Regions from separate parts of the Mus musculus genome. Here region 2 is linked to region 1. Evidence: chromatin contacts called from public HiChIP or PLAC-seq data. All regions are on one chromosome and are shown on one strand. The core of a region is the stretch at or near the end of the contact, and the rest is flanking DNA. Distances in the headings are between cores, read along the strand shown.

Evidence for each region. HiChIP or PLAC-seq counts read pairs in DNA pulled down with a chosen protein or histone mark.
Region 2: a FOXA1 HiChIP or PLAC-seq map of pancreatic cancer cells shows a contact between it and region 1. The contact joins two enhancer-like sites. A contact is called at or near these places in 4 of 484 Hi-C or Micro-C datasets (the AtT-20 cell line, the G1E-ER4 cell line, embryonic stem cells and 1 more) and 7 of 115 datasets of contacts at active chromatin or transcription factors (embryonic stem cells, pancreatic cancer cells and stem cell-derived neural progenitor cells).

What each region holds. Positions count from the first base shown.
Region 1 is chr10:108,289,876-108,294,717 of GRCm38.p6, forward strand. No RefSeq gene overlaps it. Among named protein-coding and RNA genes, the nearest start is that of Pawr, 40 kb to the right of the region's middle. Within about 2 kb of position 2,421, at least 26 of the 459 cell types and tissues checked have an H3K27ac peak or open chromatin away from gene starts, as enhancers often do. A contact at or near this core is called in pancreatic cancer cells and trophoblast stem cells, where this site is marked.
Region 2 is chr10:108,579,652-108,584,493 of GRCm38.p6, forward strand. Syt1 (synaptotagmin I) reads right to left here. Exons shown (of 11, transcript NM_009306.3): 9 at 4,223-4,340. Among named protein-coding and RNA genes, the nearest start is that of Gm5136, 120 kb to the right of the region's middle. Within about 2 kb of position 2,115, at least 89 of the 459 cell types and tissues checked have an H3K27ac peak or open chromatin away from gene starts, as enhancers often do. A contact at or near this core is called in pancreatic cancer cells and trophoblast stem cells, where this site is marked.

The DNA.
Region 1 (4,842 bases), core at 1,171-3,670:
TGGGTGCTGGAGAGATGGCTGCTCTTCCAGAGTTCCTAAATTCAATTCCCAACAACTACATGGTGGCTCACAACCATCAGTAATGGGATCCGATGCCCTCTGCTGGTGTGTCTGAAGACAGCCACAGTGTACTTACATACATTAAATAAATAAATAAATAAATAAATAAATAAGATTTGCTGGAACATCTTACCAAACAAAATTCAGTGGCTGGTAAATATTACAAAGGCTCATATAACTCCTGCCCAAGCTCATTGTAATGAAATATAATCTAAAACCACAGCGAGGTATTGCAGATGCAGAAGAAGGAAAACGTGGGCTAACTCGGCGACTTGGCAGCAACTGGAACTTTCATGTACTCAGACTGGGCATGTGACTATAGAGGAGGCTGAAAGTTTTTCTCATAGAATCACAAACTGTGGCCCACGCTCCAGAGATCCTTTACCTCTAAGTGCGTCCCGTGTGCGCGCTTGTCAGTCTCTTCCGCTCTGGACTACCTAGGAAGTGGGGATGACTGTCTTGCCTTGCGTAAATGGGTGAGATTGGTCGTAGCTCCAGACGATCATCTGCAGGGCTCCAGCACCCATTTCTCTCCCGTTTAAGACACATCAAACATATTTACATGGCTAGCTGCACTGGCATATTTGTGCCTATAATCATGGCTATTTGAGGGGTTGAGACAGAAGGAATGATGGGGTCCAGAAGTTTGAAGCAGCAGGACATATAAAGAGACTACACACACACACACACACACACACCTCTCTTTTGGGTTTTTGAGACAGTGGTTCTCTGTGTAGCCCTGGTTTTCCTGGAACTCAATCTGTTGACAAGGCTGGCCTCAAACTCAGAGATCCTCCAGCCTGTCTCCTAAATACTGGAACTAAAGATGTGTGCCACCACACCCAGTTCAGTTATTCTTTCCAATACTGTCCAGAATCTATAGCTGGGGGCATTTAGTGTCATATAAAATGCAGAGCCGCTGTCCCGTAACCCAGACCTTGGTATTATTTTTTATAATGTAAACCTATCTTTTTAGCTGGGCGGTGGTGGCGCACACCTTTAATCCCAGCACTTGGGTGGCAGAGGCAGGCAGATTTCTGAGTTCTAGGCCAGCCTGGTCTACAAAGTGAGATCCAGGACAGCCACGCCTATACAGAGAAACCCTGTCTTGAAAAACAAAAACAAAAACCTATTTTTTTTTTTTATGTATATGGGTGCACTGTAGCTGTAGAGATGGTTGTGAGCCTTCATGTGGTTGTTGGGAATTGAATTTTTAAGACCTCTGCTCACTCCAATCAGCCCCACTTGCTCTGGTCAACTCCGCTTGCTCAGCAGAGCTGCTGTAGCTGTTTTCAGATGCGCCAGAAGAGGGCGTCAGTTCTCATTATGGATGGTTGTGAGCCACCATGTGATTGCTGGGATTTGAACTCAGGACCTTTGGAAGAGCAGTCAGTGCTCTTACCCACTGAGCCATCTCACCAGCCCCAAAACCTATCTTTTTAAAAGGAAAAAATGGAAAGTAGAAGAGAAAACAGTGAGGAAAAAGATCGTGGTCCCTAGGTAGCAAGAGTAGAGTTCTATAGGAAGGAAGATCCACGCTGGTGCTTGGTTACAGAAGGGCAAGCAAGGGGGTCCTGTAGACTTTACACGACTGTAAGGAACACTTCAGCCACAAGAAAATGGTCAGTGTTTGGGAAGACGATAAGTCTCCTGACACGTTACACAATGTGCACATCTATCAACGATCACATGATATGCCATTAAAGACAAAATTACAGTTTTCTCCATTAATTTGAAAACGAGAAAAAGCATGGGAGAATAGGAGTCGCTTTGTCGGTAGTAATTTTTTTATTTCGTTTTTCCTCTGTGGTTTTTGTCGTCAGTTTTTAACGTAACCCTGTATTTTGGTGGATAGGATTAGCCTAGAGTAGAGAGCTTTCCAGATGGTAGGATGGGTACAGGCATTTGTGTGACGAAGTGAGTCATCTTCCGGTCAGCTGTTGGTTCAGGCACAGGATCATTAGAAGGGTGGAGAGATGTTGGGGCGTTAGAACGAAACAAGCCCTGCCCTATACAAAGGCAATTAGCCTCAGATGACTGCTGAATTCTTTCTGTCGTAAACTCACCTACCCAAGAGGGCTGAGTGTGTTTTGTTTGTACTTTTACTTTAAATTTCCAAATTGGCATTACATTAAAGTACTCTAGTGTGCAAATACCACTACTGTGTACATTTAGAGGAAATTCAGAAAGGGGCATAAAAAAGGAGAGGAATAAAGTTGTAGGGTGGAAATTTGGGAGTGGGTTTTTTTTTAAGGCAGTAGCTCTAAAATATCTCCCCACCCGCCATCCTCAACCCCACCCCTGGAACACACAAGATGGGTGACTTTCACATTCCAGTGTTTTCCAGTGTGGTAGCCCGGGGCCTAGATGGGATGCACTGGAGATCCTGAGACATTCCTTAATGCCTGTGGTGAGAGTCTTCCCACTCCCTTTTTTCCCATAACTGGTCAGGAAAGCACATTAGAGTTAGAAACAATAGGAAGAATGTTATAATCAGAAAACCCAGAGTCTGCTCTACTTTTTTACAGTAAAGAACCAGCAAACTGTAGTCCTTTGTGTAACAAATATTTACTGACCGTTTCCTCTGTGCAAAGCTCTCTATTCAGTTTACTATTGATACAGTATTTGTTATTATTATTATTATTATTATTATTATTATTATCATCATCATTATTATTATTATCATCATCATCATCATCATCATCATCACCACACAGATTGTGACTGGTTTATCTAAGCTACTTATGAAAAGCAAAGGGGACACTCAGAAGAACTGTGTTCTGAGTAATTCTAAATGCTACAATCTTGGTGTATGAACAAATGAGATGTTTAATGAGTTGAGAGGCTCACCAAGGAGAAGGTTTGGGAGGTGGGGGAGGGGGTAACACGCTTGCTCTACAGGAATTAGGACCCCAGTTAGGATCCCGGGCACCTACCTATAGGCTGGTCATGAACCGGAGCCAACTGCTCCCCAGGAGCAAAGGGATGGAGATGGATCCATGTGGCTGACCAGCCTAGACAATCCATGAGCTCCTAGTTCAGTGAAATGGCCCTGTCTCCAGCACTAAAACCCGTGGGATGGAAGGCAAAGGAGGAGAGTACCCAGAGTTCCCCTTTCGTCTCCCCGGACACCCACAGAAACGCTTCCACACACGTACATATACCACATCCAGATACCTCCGTCTAATGACCTAGAAAAGCTCAGCCTGCAGGAAGCTCAGAAGCTCTTGAAGTCTCTGGAGCATCTTTTGAGCGTCGCCTGGAGAGAAGTAAAGTAAAACAAGAAATCCCAAGCTCGCCGGGGAAGTGGTGGCGCGCACCTTTAGTCCCAGCACTCGGGAGGCAGAAGCAGGCGGATTTCTGAGTTCGAGGCCATCCTGGTCTACAGAGTGAGTTCCAGGACAGCCAGGGCTACACAGAGAAATCCTGTATTGAAAAACCAAAAGAAAGAAAAAAGAAAAAAGAAATCCCAAGCTCTGCTCTTGCACAGTTTACTGTCTTCACTTCCTATGCAAGACATTCTGCCTCTGCTGCTTCCAAACGCATTTGCTGGGCATCTTTCTTGGTGAGCGCTAACATCCCTGCCCAGGTGTGTCCAGGCTTTTTTTTTTTTTTTTTTTTTTTTCAAGATTTATTTATTATTATATGTAAGTACACTGTAGCTGTCTTCAGACACACCAGAAGAGGGAGTCAGATCTTGTTACGGATGGTTTTAAGCCACCATGTGGTTGCTGGGATTTGAACTCCGGACCTTCGGAAGAGCAGTCGGGTGCTCTTACCCACTGAGCCATCTCACCAGCCCCCAGGCTTTCTTTTTATCACCCAAAATGTTTCCTTCCTACGCGGCCTTCATGATCACGAGGGAGTGCAGTACTTTGTACACGTTCTTGAAATAGGTTCTTTTCCTGGCACTTTCTATTTTTTACTGTCCCCAAATCATCTTCAAGATAAAGCCTGAATTCTTCAGGTTTGTTATCAAGGACCTCTTTGTAAACTGGTTACCAAACCTTCTCGCTCGCTCTCCCCTTGTTTTAAGAGTCTACCTCATTAGACGGCCGCAGCTACCAGTTTGCAAGTCCCAACCGGCCTTTTCCCTTGTGCTTCACTGCGTCCTGTCTGCTCCCTGAGGACACGCAGGCCCTGTCAGGCCACATTCCTGATCATTCCTCTCCTTTTTAAGATGAGATTGACAGTCTCCGTGTGTAACTGGTGATCTTTTCCCCAGAGCTACATAATTTTTTTTTAAAGATTTATTTATTTATTATATGTAAGTACACTGTAGCTGTCTTCAGACACACCAGAAGAGGGCGTCAGATCTTGTTACAGATGGTTGTGAGCCACCATGTGGTTGCTGGGATTTGAACTCCTGACCTTTGGGAGAGCAGTCGGGTGCTCTTACCCACTGAGCCATCTCACCAGCCCCTACATAATTTTTTTAAACGACCTCAAATGCCCATATTGCGTCTTGCCACCTCATTTATAAGCACCTAGAAGACAGAATCTAGAGATCCAGCCCCGGAAGCTGCCTCGCTCTCTTTCCTTGCCTTCGCCCTTCGTTTCCTTGTTCCCTTTCCCTTTGTACATACCTGACTCACCTCTCGGGTATCTGTCTGAGCATTCCAACCTCTAATAAAGCCCATCTCTTCTCTCTTAACTGACCTGTGCTTCTCTCCCTGCTCAACTCTGAGTTCTGTGAGCACACACCAGTCCTGGTGGTCATGGGTGCATTTTCCAGAAGCTGGCAAAACAGGTCGTTGCTGGATATTTGTTAATTTAATGAGT
Region 2 (4,842 bases), core at 865-3,364, 290 kb after region 1:
GATGACAAGAAAGGGAGGAGCTAATTGAGACTATTCCCAGGGATTTTGACCCCCCCCCCCCCCCCCCAGTTTCTATTTCACCAATCCTTCCTTCCTTCCTTGCTCCATTTTCAGCCTTATCTACTCCGAGGACTTTTGTGCTTCAGTTCCAGGTAGTGGAGGCCCCTAGGAGCCGTGCTGTTTATCTTAAAGACTGCTATGTAGGAAAAGCTAAATGTGTGTTAGAAATAGTTCACGTTAGGAGTGAGGAGCTCTCAATTCCTCCAATGCCTTGTCTTTCTCAGAACTTAAACATTTCTTTTTGTAATATTCATGAACAGAAATTAGAAATGGGAGATTCATTTTTTTTAGGATTGATTAATCAATTACATATATAGGTACATATGTATTTGTATATAAGTATAATAATTAAGGAAGACATAGAAGATGCTGGGGTGGGGATGTGGTGGAATTATGTGAGTAATTATGTAAAAAATTCCCAAATGAATGAGTAGATGTAAAAAAAATTAATCTGCTGCAGAATTATGAATAGTCCAATTACACTTGCCTTGTGAGGATGAAGGGCAGGAACTTTGGTCATTTGCAATGTGGATGTTGTGATAAAGGCAAAATCCTTAGGGTGTCCTTTTTTTTGTTTGTTTTGTTTTATTTTTGTTTTGTTTTATTTTTTTCTGTTTTTCAAGACAGGGTTTCTCTGTATAGCCCTGGCTGTCCTGGAACTCACTTTGTGGACCAGGCTGGCCTCGAACTTAGAAATCTGCCTGCCTCTGCCTCCCAAGTGCTGGGATTAAAGGCATGTGCCACCACTGCCTGCAGGGTGTCCATTTTGAATAAACACAGTGAGAAAGAAATCACCTGATCTTGCCAGAAACTAGTAAGAAAAGTATTTTGAAAATGTCTACTTCCCACTTTCTTCATGTTTTATTGATCCGTTGCTAATTTTGAACTCACTCTGAGCCTGTATAAAACCTGGACTCCTGATTATCTGGAACTGGTCTGGCGTGTCCATCAAATAGCTGCGTCGTGTCAGGTCCCTCCCCTGCCCCCTTTCTCCCACCAAATCAAGCTGTGGCTTAGATGGTCCATTGATTTCACATTTTCCAGCTTTGATAAAGTGACTAAATTGAAACAGTCACAGTGATATTTGGTAGGCACTTAACTTTAACTCTTGCTTTTTTTTTCTAACAATATGCCCACTAATGGAGTCTGCCTAGCACTTCTACTTTGTCAACAGAAGCTTAGAAGAAAAAAAAAATCATCTGTCCAATGTCAATATGTGTGGCTTTGTGCTAGAGCCCATACAGAGTTTGAGCTCTAAGACCTCAAAACAAGTCAGATTGTTAGTAGTGGCAGAGTGTGGTTTCAACTCTGGCGGAAGAGCCAGCTTTGGTTCCAGTTAACAAAGCCGTTCCTGGCAAATGGAGTTTGGCATTTGAATCACTTGGAATGAGATCTTATATAGTTGTGGTCTCTTTGTACATAGGTCCTCTTACTCTGAGGCAACTCATTCACATACTTAGAGTTGCTTTAATGGTAAGTAGGTTAAGCAAATTTGAAATGCGAGACTTGTTTTTCGGGCCACGGCTCCTTTGTAAATAATTCATTATTCATTCCGCAGCTCTGCGCAGTGCTACCCGTCGGTGAGAGCATTGTGGGAGACATAAATACAGAACAGTCTAGTGAGAAAGAAGTCTGGTGTTTGAGGACTGTAAACAAGCTGCTTAAAAAGACAAAGCTTGACTCTGCTGGATGGATCAGAAAAGGCATTCCTACAGCATCCCTACCACGGCAAACCTTCTGGCTCACACACCTGGACCCTTGGCTTAGTCCCCCACCTCTGCCCTATTGCCTCCTGGAATGCCACCCACTCATGTCATCTTTCCTGATCTCATTTAAAAAAGAAATGCTCCCTGACATGGCTTACCCAACTTCCTTGTTTCATTTCCACCTATGGCTTCTGGCACCTCAGGGAGCTGTGTGCTTTACTAATGTCTTGGCTCATTGTCTGTCTCCTTACATTAAAGTAAGAACTGCAGGAGTGCACGGTCTCTGGACTTTCTTATTCACGACTGTGAACCCAGTGCTCGGCATGACGTATGACTCACGGTCGAGTCATGGTACACATTGGTTGAGTAACTGGAAGAAATTCGAGTTCAGCTGGGCTGAAGAATGAGGAGGATTTAGCTAGGCATTGTTAAAAGGGAGAATTCCAGATGAAGAGAATTGTGTAAGGACGGAAGCAGCATGCTCCATGGCTTGTTATGAGATGAGTGTGCTGGCCCATTGGCTAAAATGAGATGCAGAACAGCATAGCTTGAAAGAGTCTACATTAGGTGATTAGCGTAATTATGATTTAATTCTACAGGCAGCAGGAAGCCCTTAAAATTAGGGTTTGTTAATGATTATAATCATTCCAGGTAATTCCAATATGGGGGTGGCTCTAGGTTCTGTGGGTTCTGAAGCTACTATAATTTTCCTGCCTTTCTTTAGAAAAAAAAAAAAAAGGTGACAAACTGATGGGTACTGAACTAGATCTGACCTTTGGGTGCGCCTCTTTTAAGCCACAATGCTAAGCAACTGTGACAGGCCAGGCATTGTCCTTTGAGCTTCTCTCTGCTTAGGTTGCTAGCAGTGAGCTCATGTACATGCCTGTGACTGTAAGCACTCAGATTGATCCTGCTCTGCACATCGTAAAGGTGAGAAGGGATGGCTGACAAGGAGGTCAGACAGAAAGGGACCGCCATCTTGGAGAAGGAGGATCTGAAGCAGCTGTCCATGGTGATGGGAAGTCCATCCTATATAAGACCCAGAAGAAAGCCAGAACAAGGGCACTTGACGCTGGGGTGGAGTTCAATTAGGCGGGACATTAGGGCAGCCTTGAACAGAGATAGCGAGGAACTCCCATGGAGGTCTGGAGTGCTTGGGGTAGATAAGAGTGCTACAGATACACTTCTAACAGACATGGCTACTTAGCCAAAGAGAGGGACAGAAGTCAAAGGTCTCTTAAGTCTCCTCAGGATACTAATTTGAGATCTGGGAGAAAACTATAATTGCAAATTTTTAAATAGTTTTCTGTGCATTTGTTTTACCAATAAGCACACAAAATGTTTTACATATTTTTAGGAAGGACTATATGCATATTATTTTAAAGGTTCAAATTTTACACCATTAGAAATGAAGCAAGACATTAAGGCAGGGTTTTAGTGACATGGAAGACTATAGCTTCTTCAAGTTCCCTTATTTATACAGAGAAATGGATATAGATAGCATGAGATTTGACTGTTAAGTCACTGGGTAGGACTCAGCCTCAACCATTTTCAGCCGTTTTCTTTCACAGTATAAACTCACTGTGCTACATCAGGGTGGTGTTTACAATGTATGTTTGTTTGTTTCTTTCCTTTTTTTTTTTTTTTTTTTTTTTTGTAATCAGAAAAATCACAGAATAAAGAGTCATGTCTGTTGAAACTCCACAGCTAGGAACAATGACAACTGTTATCTGTTTGTGATGACCTTGCCGCATGTCAAGAGAATCCCTCCCACCTTAATGATTTACTGGAACATTAAAATGATAATTTATTTAACCACACAGAGGAGGAGGAAAAAATTCTGCTCAGATCTGGAAACAAAGAGTCCTTGAGCTGACTTTGCTTGTGGAAGACTTCCTCACTGCCATGTCCTGCTTGGGTTACACAGATCTTTCAAGCCCAAGCCCACCCCTGTCTTAAGCTGTAGGACTAAAACTTATACGAACTGTTCCTGAATTTCTTCTCAAAGAAGAAATATAGATTTGAAATGCTGTCTTTTATAAAAAGCATTATAGAGATTTTGTCAGGTTAGCAAATACCTAATTAATAAGTCTCAGGTAAAATAGAAATTTTAATACTGAGGGTGAATTTAAAAAATCCTCAAAACTATAATTTGTCACAGGCATTGCCTTTCAAATAAGAAGCCAAAATTTTAGCTTTCAATGACATAGAAATGACAGCTGATACTTTGGCTATGGAGAAGGGAAATAGATTTCATCTTCTTTGCCAATTTCAATAAACTGAGAGTGGCTTCCTGGGGCCCTGCATTGGCTGAATTCTGACAGGGCTTCCAGCTCTGTAGGAAAGAGAGCTGCGATCAATTAAGGAGCGGGGAGCCACAGCATGAGCGCCGTGCATTCAATACCCACAGTGAAACAGCGTTTGTTTCCAACAATCAATAGCCACTGCGCACTCACCAGATAAGCCACCCACATCCATCTTCTTCAGGTTCTTGGCTTCCAGAATGACAACAGTCAGCTTGCCGGCAGTAGGGACGTAGCGGAGGGAGAAGCAGATGTCACCCAGTTTCTCTTGCTATGAAAACCAATAAAGAGGTATTAGCGAGTTTTTAAGTGAAGTTGAACGGTTTGGTCTTAGACATTGTAATTTCCTCAAGAGGATGGTGATGACAACTAGCGTCTGAAGATTTCAAAGTCCACAGGCATTTTTATAGTGGTCATTTCATATGATACCAGTCGTTCCTTTTTCAAGATTATCTACTTCAGCTTTTGAATAAAAACCCCAACATCTACACTTTAATATCCCATAGAGTATGTCTATAATTCTGGAAATGAGACCAAGATAGTCTCTGAGACGCACTGAATACTGCAAAACTCTTTGTAAAATCCCCTTGCTCTATTAAAGAGCACTGTATGGTTTACTCATTTTTTTTTTTTATTAGAATCAACCCATCTCAGTTTTTGTTTTTTCTCCTTTCACATAAGATTATACCTAAAAGCCTATGTTTTAGGGACTTGGGAAGAAAGATATCTTTGCTCCACAAAATTCTATTTATTGTTAAAAAATTCTGAAATTC